Linked DNA regions of Ovis aries: region 2 is linked to region 1. The links are chromatin contacts, called in public Hi-C maps. All regions are on one chromosome and are shown on one strand. The core of a region is the stretch at or near the end of the contact, and the rest is flanking DNA. Distances in the headings are between cores, read along the strand shown.

The links. Hi-C and Micro-C count contacts between places; a contact is called where the count stands out from the background.
Region 2: a contact with region 1 is called in a Hi-C map of liver, with 1.7 times the contacts expected there. The contact joins the promoter of WAPL here to the enhancer-like site in region 1. A contact is called at or near these places in 2 of 16 Hi-C or Micro-C datasets (liver and skin fibroblasts).

What each region holds. Positions count from the first base shown.
Region 1 is chr25:40,187,524-40,193,611 of ARS-UI_Ramb_v3.0, reverse strand. WAPL (WAPL cohesin release factor) reads left to right here. Exons shown (of 18, transcript XM_060406434.1): 17 at 2,528-2,623; 18 at 3,150-5,491. The coding sequence ends at 3,215. Among named protein-coding and RNA genes, the nearest start is that of WAPL, 75 kb to the left of the region's middle. Within about 2 kb of position 2,486, at least 6 of the 54 cell types and tissues checked have an H3K27ac peak or open chromatin away from gene starts, as enhancers often do. A contact at or near this core is called in liver, where this site is marked.
Region 2 is chr25:40,263,222-40,269,309 of ARS-UI_Ramb_v3.0, reverse strand. It overlaps WAPL (WAPL cohesin release factor), which reads left to right and starts at 3,832. Exons shown (of 18, transcript XM_060406434.1): 1 at 3,832-3,875.

The DNA of each region.
Region 1 (6,088 bases), core at 1,237-3,736:
AGAGGCCCAGTAGAAGAGAGAAATTTTAAAATAAAAGAGAGGTGGGTTTTTTCCCCCTACAAGCAAGGGCATTCAGGATGCAAGAAAGAATGGAGACCTGTTGTATAGTGGGATGGCTAGTTTCTCTTTTCTTAAGACTAGAGGGCTAGAAGAAAAGAACGTAATCATGATATGAAGGGCTTCTGTCTGCCCACCCACATTTCCTCATTTTTGCCATCAAGTTTTATCCATTGTCATTTTTGTTCTTCCTGTGTACCTTATTTGTCTTAAGTCCAGTGTGTTTTTCTGGATCTTTCTTGTTCATTTATTCCATATTGTAGAAAGGCTCTGAGCTGAGTGCATACTGGCCCACTTCGTTGCTGGCCCTTGCTGGCACAACTGCTTTCAGGATCAAGACCAGAGTTCTTACCATGGTGCTAGAGGCCCCACAAATCTTTATTTCCTTTCCTGGACTGTCTTCAAGCTCAGCCCTTGTCCTTATTTCCTTAAAATTCAGAGATTTTAAGGGCAAATGGGAAGCACATACCAAGCAAAAAGGAGGAGGAAAGCACACCCCACCCCCACCCCCCAAAAAAGAGTGGGTATGCTATTTAAAGATTTTTACATATTTTGCATACACCCTGGTTTCAGTTGTGTTCTTAAGTAATCTGAAAATTGAGTTTTTTTCAGATGTGAATTATTTGTCTCTCATGTCTCGAGAGGTTAGGTTGTAGACAATACTGTGAATTTATAGAGCCCAGGATGTCTTTCTTACCTTAGGGGTCATTATGATTAACCCTGAAAAGCTAGCTGATGCCACAAAATGTAAAAGACATTGGTTTGCCCAGTGTTTAAGTGGAGGAAAGACGAGAATCAGGTGGTTATGTGCAGTAAGGGCTGTTCTAAGGTAAAGCACAGCATGCCTAGGAAGCCCAGGAGACCCTGGTGTCACTTTCCATTGCCCGGTAGGCATCTGGTGTGTTTTAATGGTCAGTCTTCTCTGTGGCCTTTCTGTTCTTGCTTTTCTCAACTCTCCTTTCCTGAAATCCTGCATACCACCACCATAGCTAACTTCCTTAAGAGCACATCTGATCATGTTAACCCTCCAACCCGCCAGTCTTTCTTGACTCACTGTCATTTAGGAAATGATAGCTTTGTTTACTGCTATAAGACTCCAAACTTAACTGCTTCTCCAGTATTTTATTTTACTGAAGCATAGTTGATCTAGTATTAGAGTCTGTCACACCCCTTGGTTGCGTTTCTAAATTTCTGAAGTAGGCCATGCCGCTTCACACCTTTTCTTACCTCCTGTACACTACCATTTATTGCACACTTTTAAAGTAAATGCTCTGACTCTCCTTCCCATGCCTTGGCTACTTACTGTGTTGTACTCGTAATTTGTTGATAGAAAAGGATTTGATTTGGGTTGTTGAGAAGCTTTCACTTGAAACCTAGGATCTAATTCTTTACTCTGAATGAGAGAGGCACCCTTTTTTGTTGAGCCATCTTCATAGCCAGCATCCAGTCTTCCCACCACCGTGCTACCCTGCCCCTCTCTGTGCAGTTGGTTAGGGTGCATTTAAACCCAGCTTTGCATTACCTCTGCAGCTAGCTGTTGCCCTCACGATGTGCCACTCAATATAGCCTCAGTGTGTGTTCAAAATACAGCATTGAAAGATGGCAAAATCCCTCAGGATTGGAGCTGCAAGCTTTTACTGAGTAGCTGTAAAAGTGGGAGAGAGGGGATTGGTTGCAAATTTCCTAAGAGGATAATATGTACTCTTCCATGTCTTCATCAACAAATACGAAATCAAAAGCATCCCTCTTCCCGTCTTTTTTTTCTTTTTGTATGTGCTTTTTATTATAGGTGAGCCTCCTTAGAAGAGCTTTTCCTTTTATTCTTTATGAATCTTTAAAGCATTTTAAATACGTATTGAAATAAAACAACATTTTAAGCAGGCCATGTGTTTTTCTTACCATAAACTGGTTTATATACAGTTTGGCTGCTTCTTGCTAATAACGGAGGGAAACATCCTAATCTTCTGTCCTGACATTGCGTACATTTTTTTTCTATAGATGATACTAGATTTCCTTTGGAAAGATACAGTTAATTCCTAGCCTACATGAAGAATTTTCCTTGATCTTTTTCTTTACATTCCTTATCAGCTTTATGGATACTTTCTCAGTCTGCATTTCCTTGCTATTCTTATCCCTGCTCGTTCTGCCCCACCCCCTACAGTACATTTTGTTATTTCAGGCATTTTTCTGTGCATTTACAAAAGTAAATATGCACATAAATGTTTCTTTGTAGTCTTTGGCAGCTTTATCTTTTTCCTTTCTTTCTGAGGATGGGATAGGGTGGGGTAGAGAATGGACTCACAGGTCACAAAAGTTAGAGTGTGGAAAAGGAAATTGCATATTAACCAGGGAGTTTAAGGACCTTGTATAAGTTTGAAACAGGATGTGTGCCAAAACCAACTACACAGTGCAAGGTTCAGACTCCTGTGTTCTGCCACCTGACCAGTGCTCCTTTGGTTTGTTTCCTTAGATCAATGTGACCACTGTGCGGGAGTATCTGCCAGAAGGGGACTTTTCAATAATGACAGAGATGCTCAAAAAATTCCTGAGCTTCATGAATCTTACCGTAAGTAACTTGTATTCTGTGGTTTTACATACGACACACTATGACAGTAGAAATGCAGGACTTCCCTGGCAGGCCAGAGGTGAAGACGGCACCTTCAGTGTAGGGTGTGCAAGTTCAGTCCCTGGTCAGGGAACTAAGAGCCCACATGATTTGCAACCAGAAAACCAAAGCATAAATACTGTAATTAAAAGAAAAATTCAATAAATACTTTTTAAGAAATGACAGTAGAAATACAAGTATTATGGCCATCATGAACAGAAGCAAAAAAATGATTTTCCTTTAATAATTGCATGGTTTCTTTAAGGTAACTGAATTATTAGGGCCAAATACATTGATACTGTATTATGAAAGCCATAGTTTGATCTCACCTTGTTTTGAGTCATAATGTTTGGTTTAATAAAGCTAAATAGTTTAAGCTCTGATGCAGTGCTTTGGAGAATTAACTGTGACTTCCCCTCCACTCCCACCGCCAACCCACCCACCCCCCCCCCCCCCCGCCCCCGACCTCCACCCCTCCCCTTTCCAGTGTGCTGTTGGAACTACGGGCCAGAAGTCCATCTCTAGAGTGATTGAGTACTTGGAACACTGCTAGCTGCTTGCCCTTTGCTTCAGGTGCTCGGCAATGCTGGAGCTATACTTAGACAAAGAAAAGTCACGGAAGAAGTCCTTGAAGATACACCAAGAACATTCATCAGTATCATTCATATTTGGATTTTTAAGGCCACCTGATTTCTTCTTCGTCATGCATTCTGCATTTGCTAAATGACAGTTACTACATCAATCTGCAACTATCAAAAATGAGGGAAAAGGTTCAGGCTGTTAACAGTTCCACGCAGTATTTAAACACACTTTGGCAGAATTTATACTCTCCCCTTGTTCTCTTGCTTTGTTCTGGGCAAGCTCTAGGGGGAAACTTGTGCTGCTGTTAGTGCAACTGCTGTGTATGTTGAGCCACTGTTGTCATGCCAGCCAGGTGCAAAGGCAGCGTAGCTACTGAGGCATTGAATGTTCTGAGGACATTCTAGACGACAGCTTAGTTCCTTTTTCAGGCTCATTTGCTTTTGCTTTTTTGTTGAATGATTCCAATCGTAAATAAAGCTTTTAATAATTTTGTGAATTTTTTTTGTTGTTGTTCCCTGAACTACTGTCTATATTTAAAATTAGATGGAATCCAAAGACACAAGGGATTAGTATATTTTTTTATTCTTGATTTGGTTTGGGTTGTTGAAGTATTTTTCACCTTTGAGACCATGACCATATTCATTATCATACCATAGTAAGTCATAGCTATAGACGCAAGCAAACAAATAACAGTTTGAGGGAATATAAGATGATGTGCCCTGTTAAAGGATGAAGCAAAACAGACAAACCCAGGGTAGTTTAACCCTTAAAGTCAGGGGAGACTCTCGAAACATGATTAAGTTTTGAGGGAGAACTCTCTAGATATATTTTCTAATGTTCAATACAGTAAATATAAGGAAGCTAAAACACCAATGTGGAATTCATGTTTCCAGATAACATGTATATTCTTCTATAAGAGTGACAGGATCAAATGCATAAACGCAAAGCCTTAAATTGTTGGTTTAGAGAAGATCCTTTTTCTTCATCCAGATTCTTTTAGTTCATAGAACAGTGTGTTGTTTGGAGCACACAGTAACATATTTTATATATTTAATTTTACAACATTGCAAATTTTTATTGTATTAATTATTGTTCAGACCACTGGTTATACATTTTTTCTTTTTTACTGATTGGGCCTGAATACAGGCTTTCCAGAGATTTTCATTTAATACTTTAAAATACCTTTCAGGTAGTTATATCATGTTTCTTCATTGGATTTGTAAAACTTGAAGCCATAAAAATATTAGTTTGGTGTGTATTGGGGAAAATAGCTAAAAGTCTAATTTTTACCCATTTAGACTTTGTTATTTCCTTGTATAAAGTGACAAATCGGGGCTCTTGGATCAGTGCCAGCTGTAATGTTTTTTAATGCAGTGGCTGCCTTTTATTGTCTTCCTATTTTTGATAATGCAGATTGTTGGGAAATCTATAAGGAAGTAACTGATTCCAGTCAAATTGTTTTCTTCTTCCTCCTACCCACCCCAGCCCCCCACCCATCACCTTCTAAGAGCATAGTATGCCAGTGTAACTTGGGAAAGACTGAGGCTGTGTTTGCCCTGAGTATACCAGCTAGCTTAGCAAACTACTTAAAATGCTTATTGGTGAATGATACCCATAAAATTGAATTAGTTAAATTATTTTAAAATACATTGATATTTATTAATCATTGGATTTAGAAAAAGGAGGAGATTTTTAGTAAAACTGACTTGTGGCTGAATGGTAAGGGATATTATAAAACATTTGGATAAGAACAATCAGGGCGAACTACATTTTTCTGTTACACTGGTAATCATTTGAGAATTGATTTACCTCAGTGTTTAACAGTTTTTTGTTTTGTTTTGTTTTTTAAATAATAACTAATTGTCAAGCACTGATAGAGATGCAGATTTTGGTGGGGAGTGGTGGGGGAGAAATCACCTCACCAAACGCAGTGCATTTGTGTGTGTTTAACCCTCAGAGAACTCTGCATTTTAGGGTACTTGAGGCTGACTTGCAAATTAACTAAAGTTTTAAAGTAACCTTTTTTTCCACTGTAAATATTTCTGTAAATACTACCAATTGGAAACTAGAAGGTAGAGTACTTTTCTGAATCCAATCCTATTTTTATTTTATACAGTATTTCTCAGCTGTGATCTTTGGAGCAAAAGCCAACGGCAGGAAAAAAATAGTTTGTACCAGTTTCATGAAGTATGTCTTTGGGTTTTTGTAAATAATTTTAACTCAAATAAAATTGCTACTTTCAATACACATGTTGTCTTTAACATAAATCTATTGAACTATTTTGGAGGAGGAAGACTCACAAGCTTGATAGAGCTGACTAATGGGAAATACAGTGTGTCACTTAAGTGAATTTCACACTTTGAAAATGCACAGAACAGTTTAACCAGTTTTTGTTAAACACTATGTATATCCCTGTGTTTTTAATAATACTCATCTAAATGTAATGTCAGCTCAGCAACTCACATACGAGGGATGGTGGTTTTCCAGTTGAGTAGCTGTGCCCTTGTCACGTTACTAAGTTGCTTTAGTCCTTTTGCACCTCTGAATATGACCTTTCATTTGGGTTTTGAGAACTGCTTTTTAGTTTTCCAGTTTCTTCTTTAGTTGTCAGCCTTTAAGTTTCCTGTATTTATTCAAGTGGGTTCTTCAACCTCTGCTGAATGCTTTTAACTGTAAACCTGGATGAAATGATCTGTCCTGGGAGCTTCTGTCTGCTTTTCCCTCTTATACACATAGAGGCAAGCATATAACCATGTTTAAGAGTGCAGGCTAAGGAGATAGAAAGATCTTAAATCACATGCATAAATTTTGAATATTACTGCTGATGTTTATGGACTTCGAGCA
Region 2 (6,088 bases), core at 2,583-5,082, 74 kb before region 1:
CAAAAAGCAGACATCTAAGAGCTTTGCATAGAAGCATAATAGCAAAAAGAAAAACACCTACTGGGTGTGTATGTGAGCAGATTCAGATGAAGTGAAGAGAACCGACCCAGGGGATGGGGATGGGCAGGAGGCTAAGCTGAGGGAACTAAGAAACCAAACGCAATAAAATTAAAAAATAAAACAAAAAGCTGCTTGTCCTTATGTTATCCACACTGCAGTCCAGTTCACTCTCTTTGGCATGGAACTCCAGGCCATGGCCAAGTTTGTTTGCCTCAGTGGAACCAGGGAGAGAACGGGTAAAGTGGTGGTCCAGCCTACACATCCAGAGTCTGACCTGCCCCCAGGAGGGGCCTTGGAGTGAGCAAGCTCTCCACCTGTCTTTAGTGTGGGTCATATGAGGGTGGAGAGCCCTAGCACGGCTCTTTCCAGTATTCATATAGCAAACTTCTACAGACTCAATGCACACACATACAATTTTTTCAAATCACGTACCAGATCTGTTATTCATTCACTAAATCTTGTCCAGAAGAGCTTCTCTGGTGGCTCATATGGTAAAGAATCTGCCTGCAATGCAGTAGACCTGCATTTGATCCCTGGGTTGGAAAGATCCCCCAGAGAAGGGCATGGCAACACACTCCAGTATTGTTGCCAGGAGAATCCCATGGATAGAGGAGCTTGGTGGTCTACAGTCCATGGGGTGAAGGCGGGAGGAGAAGGGGATGACAGAGGATGAGATGGTTGGATGGCATCACTGACGCAATGGACACAAGTTTGAGTAGGCTCTGGGAGTTGGTGATGGACAGGGAAGCCTGGTGTGCTGTGGTCCATTGGGGCACAGAGTTGGACATGGCTGAGCAACTGAACTGAACTGAAGTCATGTCCAGCTCTTTGCAACCCCATGAACTGCAGCACGCCAGGCTTTTCTGTCCTTCACTATCTCCCGGAGTTTGCTCAAACTCAAGGCCCATTGAGTCAGTGATGTCATCCTACCATCTCATCCTCTGTCGCCCCCTTCTCCTCCTGCCCTCAACCTTTCCCAGAATCAGTCCTTTCCAATGAGTTGGCTCTTCACATCACGTGGCCAAAGTATTGAAGGTTTAGCATCAGTCCTTCCAACAAATATTCAGGGTTGATTTTTTTTAGGATTGACTTGTTTGATCTCTTTGCTGTCCAAGGGACTCTCAAGAGTCTTCTCCAGCACAACAGTTCAAAAGCATCAATTCTTCAGCTGGGCTTCAGCAGTATCAGATTTAAGAAGGTCTGTAAGTAATGTGAATTGAATGCCTAAGAAAAAGTTTGATTCCCTCATTAGTTACAATACCTTGAGCAAATGCCCACATCTCCATTACCTCGCTTGTAGAATAGGGATGACACGTATAGATGTAAAAGACTTCAAGAGACTGGTATTGTATCTAATGCATAGTATGTTCTTAATGTTCTCCCCCCTCCTAACAAAAAGAAATTAGAGTGTCGTCAAATGCTATGGATATACTTTAAAACAATACTTATTAACCTTTGGGGCTTCCCTGGTGGTTCTGATGGTAAAGAATCTGCCTACAATCCAGGAGAGCCAGGTTTGATCCCTGGGTCGGGAAGACCTCCTGGAGAAGGGAATGGCTACCCACTCCAGTATTCTTGGCTGGAAAATACCATGGACAGAGGAGCCTGGAGGGCTATAGCCCATGGGGTAGCAGAGTCAGACATGACTGAGCAACTAACACGTTAACCTTTAATCTGTGGACCAGTCACCTGGGGGAATCTTGTTAAAGGATTCTGCTTTTCAGAGATTCTTGCTTTTCCCAACAAACTTCCAGGTTCTGATTATGCTGCTGGGGATCATTCTTTAAAGTAGCAAGAATTTAACATTGAGTTCCATTATTTAACATGCCTACCGGCACCAAAAGTTCTCAAAAGGAGTTTCACAGACCAGCTGTTTCTTTAAAAATTTTACTTTCCCACTTAAGGTTCATGCAAAGTCACTGACCCAGCTAAGTGCCAAGCGCCAGCGAGGCCAGGGTGTAATGAGCTGTGTGAGGGCATCGTTTGGTCCCAGAGGGTTCACAGTACTCTTTTAGAGAAAGATCCTGCAATTGTCTCGCCACCACTTTCAGCTTTTTGATCTTAGCCTTTGCCTCTGATGATAATTACCCCTTAATTAGCACCCACCACCATGTCATCTAAATAATTATAGTAAGTGCAGTTTGCACCTCTGCTGGGAGGCTTCGAACCAACTGATAAAACAAGATGCTTATGCCAATTTTTTTAAAAAGACAAAACTGACCCAAATAAAAGTCACATGCTGTGGAACACACAAACCTGTTATAACCTCCATTAGAATGAAGCTATTTAAGAGTTGGTTTTGAACAATCAAGTATTGATGTGTTTCAGAAACTGTAAATGTCAGAATGTAAATTTTGCAACCAGTTGTGCTAAAGTAAAACAGCTCAGTCAAGCTAAAATCAACCGTAAATTTCTGTTGGGAAGGGCTACAAGGATGTCTAAACTATTTTTTGTCTGGATTTTGCCAATTTATTGAAGCAGTTTGGTAATTTCTGGGTGCACTCAAAGCAAATTAACTTTTGTGGAAGAAGAGGTGGGTTTTTCACTGAAAACAATTAGCAGTTTTCCAATTTCCCAAGTGGATCATCATTCACCCCCCTCACAGAACAGCAGGGCCATGGGAGCCCAAATAATCATTAAACTCTCTTAGGAGGAAACCAATTGTGTTACTCTTTTTCCAAAGGCTGTCTTCCCACCGTAGTCTTAGAACACCATCACAAGACTTTACAATTTTCTGAATAGGTAATACATTGACAAGGAAAAAACTTCGAACAGCACAAAATGTTGTATAGAGAAAAATAAATTTTCTTTCTTCCTATCATCTACCTCCTTGCCTTCCCCAGAGACAAATCACTGGTTCATAACATTTTTTATTATGAAAAATTTCAGATATACAAGCAGAGAAATTGGAATAAGCTCATGAATAACACAGCATCAGCAATGAAAAACACCCCACTGGCTTTTTTTCCCCTCCATCGGTGTTTGTAGGAGTTATTTTCCCAGACACTTGATCATTTTATCTGTCAAAACTTTTAGTATTTTGCCATTCCCCCCACCGTCTCTCCTTAATCTAACCACATTACCGTCATCACATCCAACAAGATTGGATAATTCCTTAATACAATCCAATATTCTCAGGGGTCACTTTTAATGGCTTCGGGACAGACTGAGGGAGAAAAGAACGACGAAGGTAAGAATCGAGCGGATCCTAGAAGCGCATTAAAAAGCCAGACCGACATCACTTTGGGGTGCGGTCATTGATCGGGTGCCCTGCTACTCGGGCTCCCAGTTCCCGCCGTCATTAACTGCGCCGGGTCAGCACTAGCCAGTCGGGGTCAAGAGCCGCTCCGAGCCGAGAGCTCCCGGTCTCCCTGCTCCCAGGCGGCGACTCCAGCAGGCCCGGCGCAGCTGCACAACCCACCGTCCCCAGACACCGGCGAGTCCCTGGAGGGGAAACGATTGACACAGCTGCCTGCACTGGGCCCCCAGTCCTCCCCCGCGGCACCTGCGTCTCCCGGCGAGGCCAGGAGCTGGAAACTGGCTCGCTCGCGAGGCGAGGCCAGCCAGGCCAGCCACAACCGCTCCGCCCGCTGCCCGCTCCCGCGCCGGGCTCTCAGCACCTAGACCTCTCGGACCGGGACTACAACTCCCGTCGGGCCCCACGGCCGGACCAATGGCGGGCGCCGGAGCATGCGGGGCGCGGCGCCTGCGCGGCGGTTTGAGTAAGCAGCCGCGCGATTGGCTGCGGGGTCGAGAGGCCGCGCGGGGCCTGTGGGAAGCGGAGTGACGGAGCGAGCGGCTGTTGGAGGAAGGAGGTGGGGGCCGGGAGCGCAAATGGCGTTGAGATGGTTCAGGGCCCTGTTCAAACTCTAGCGCTGACCATTCACCGACGGAAGCGGCGGCGCAGGAGGCGACGGCGGCCCATCGGGGGCACGTAGCGGGCTCCGGTCCCAGCTTCAGCGGCGGCGACAGCCAGGGAGGCCTAGGCCCGGGCCCGGCCGGCGGCGCTCGAGGCGGGGAGGGAAGTTGCGGTGCCGCCACTCCTCCCCCCCTCCACCGGGTTTCCTATTTACAGAGAGCGGAGTCGCGGGTTCTGACGGTGGCGGAGCCCCTTGCCTCTCTTCGCTCACCAGCCGGCCCCGTTCTCCCGCGCGGGGCTCCGGCGCCCGCCCGTGGGCCGTTGGGAGCGGGAGAGGCGGAGGCGGCCCGAGGCTAAAGCACCCGCCAGGCGCCGAGGGTAAGTGAGGTCTCGAGCGGCTGCCTAGGCCCGGAGCTTGCCGAGGGTGGAGGAGGCAGGGGTCTGGGAGGGGGTGGTGGAAGTCCTCTGTCTCACCCACCCGGTCTCTGAGGAAGTTGGGCAGCGGAACGGTCTGAAGAACTCTTTTTCCTCTTTCCCCCTTTATTCTGAGTTCTTTCTGGGCGACGGCTGATTTACTTCCCTCCCCAGGCGCGGTCAAGTGTATTGGTTTCAGGCCGAAATCTTTTGCTGTCTTCCCTCCGCCCCTGGCCGCCGCTGAGGCCTTCCACTACCCTGGGGATTCGGTGGCAGAGGCTTCCGGGGCGTCGGAAGCAACATCCCTTTCCTGGGAGGTGGGGGTGGGGAGGAGAAAAGTTGCGTGAGCTTCCAGGGGGAGGGGGGCCGCTTGTCCCCGCCACCTCCTAGCGCACCGCCGCCCCCAGGTGAGGATTTCTGGGTGGTGAGGTTTGGCCTTTCCGGCTTTCATTCCTGCAGGGAAGCCCCTAAGCCCGTGGAGATCTGAAAGACTCTGGATTTGATTGGGGGTTAAGTGTGAGGACTTCTTTATTCCAGCGCACTTCCCCGAAAATTCAACAAGCTTTGGGCTGAGGCAAAGGCCCAACAACCAAAAAGACTTAGTTGTGAATCATTCTTTCCTTTTTGGTAAGGTAATCTTTGGAGTTTGAAGCCTGAGCAAGATAGCCTGTGTTCTTAACTTGAATATACTTGAAATAATAATGTCAAATACGTCTACACACTTATTTTTGAATTTCTACATACTTTACACTCTAGTCTTAACCTAGATAATGCCATTACAATTGTCTGTCTGGTGACTTAAAAAAAAGGACGTGGAAAACTGTATAAAGACCAGCAAAGGGGATATTATATAATGAACTCCCGTGTATTCATCTTTCAGACTCAACAGTTACTAACTCTTAACCAAATTTTTCTCGTCTCTGCACTTTCCATTCCACACACCTTAAAGTTGGATAATCACTGACATTATTGCATCAGAATTTCAATATATATTTGTCTAAGGCATAGGTTCTGAGAGGAAAAAAAAAAGCATAATTTATCAGTTAAAATAATTAACTCCTTGCTATCAGGTATTCATTGGCAGACTTTCAGCTTGTCACAGTGAATGCTTATAGTTCTAGGACCATTTTTACCATGAGTTTTTTTGGTGTGGACCTAAAGTAGTCCAAGTCTAGGTTTTTGGTTTAGCCTTTAGTCAGCATTTTTAGGTAATTACCATGCTAGTGTATCCAAAACATTTTAGCTTTGTTGGTGTAGATGTAAATGTAGGTCGGTAGATTAGGGCTGCACGTTCAAGGAGGAATGAAAAGAAATGACTTATTTTGTGTTTCTTGTAGCTGCCAAATACACTTAGTTTCTTTAGGTTATGCTTAACAAGAAAGACAGGATTCTTTAGTGTAAATCTACAGTAAGAGGGGAAATAGATATCCTTCAGAAAAAAGTTTTTTGACATAGTAAAAGGTCTTCAGACAAATTAGAAACAGTTTTCTCTTAAAAGTAGATGGGTATAATGACTAAATTAAGTATTATTTTGTCCAATTAGAATTGGCTTCTAACCAAAATAGGAGTGGGCAAATTCCTCTGCTGAATATATAGGGATTCCCTATAAACTGGGAGGATTAAGTTAATAAAGGGAAACATTTAAACTAATAGATAAAAACATTAAAAATATAGGTAAAAATATCACTCTGATTGTTTTGTAAATTTCAAGAGTATGAAGTTTTTTTCAAGCCCTTAGGCAATTTTTCACTTTTT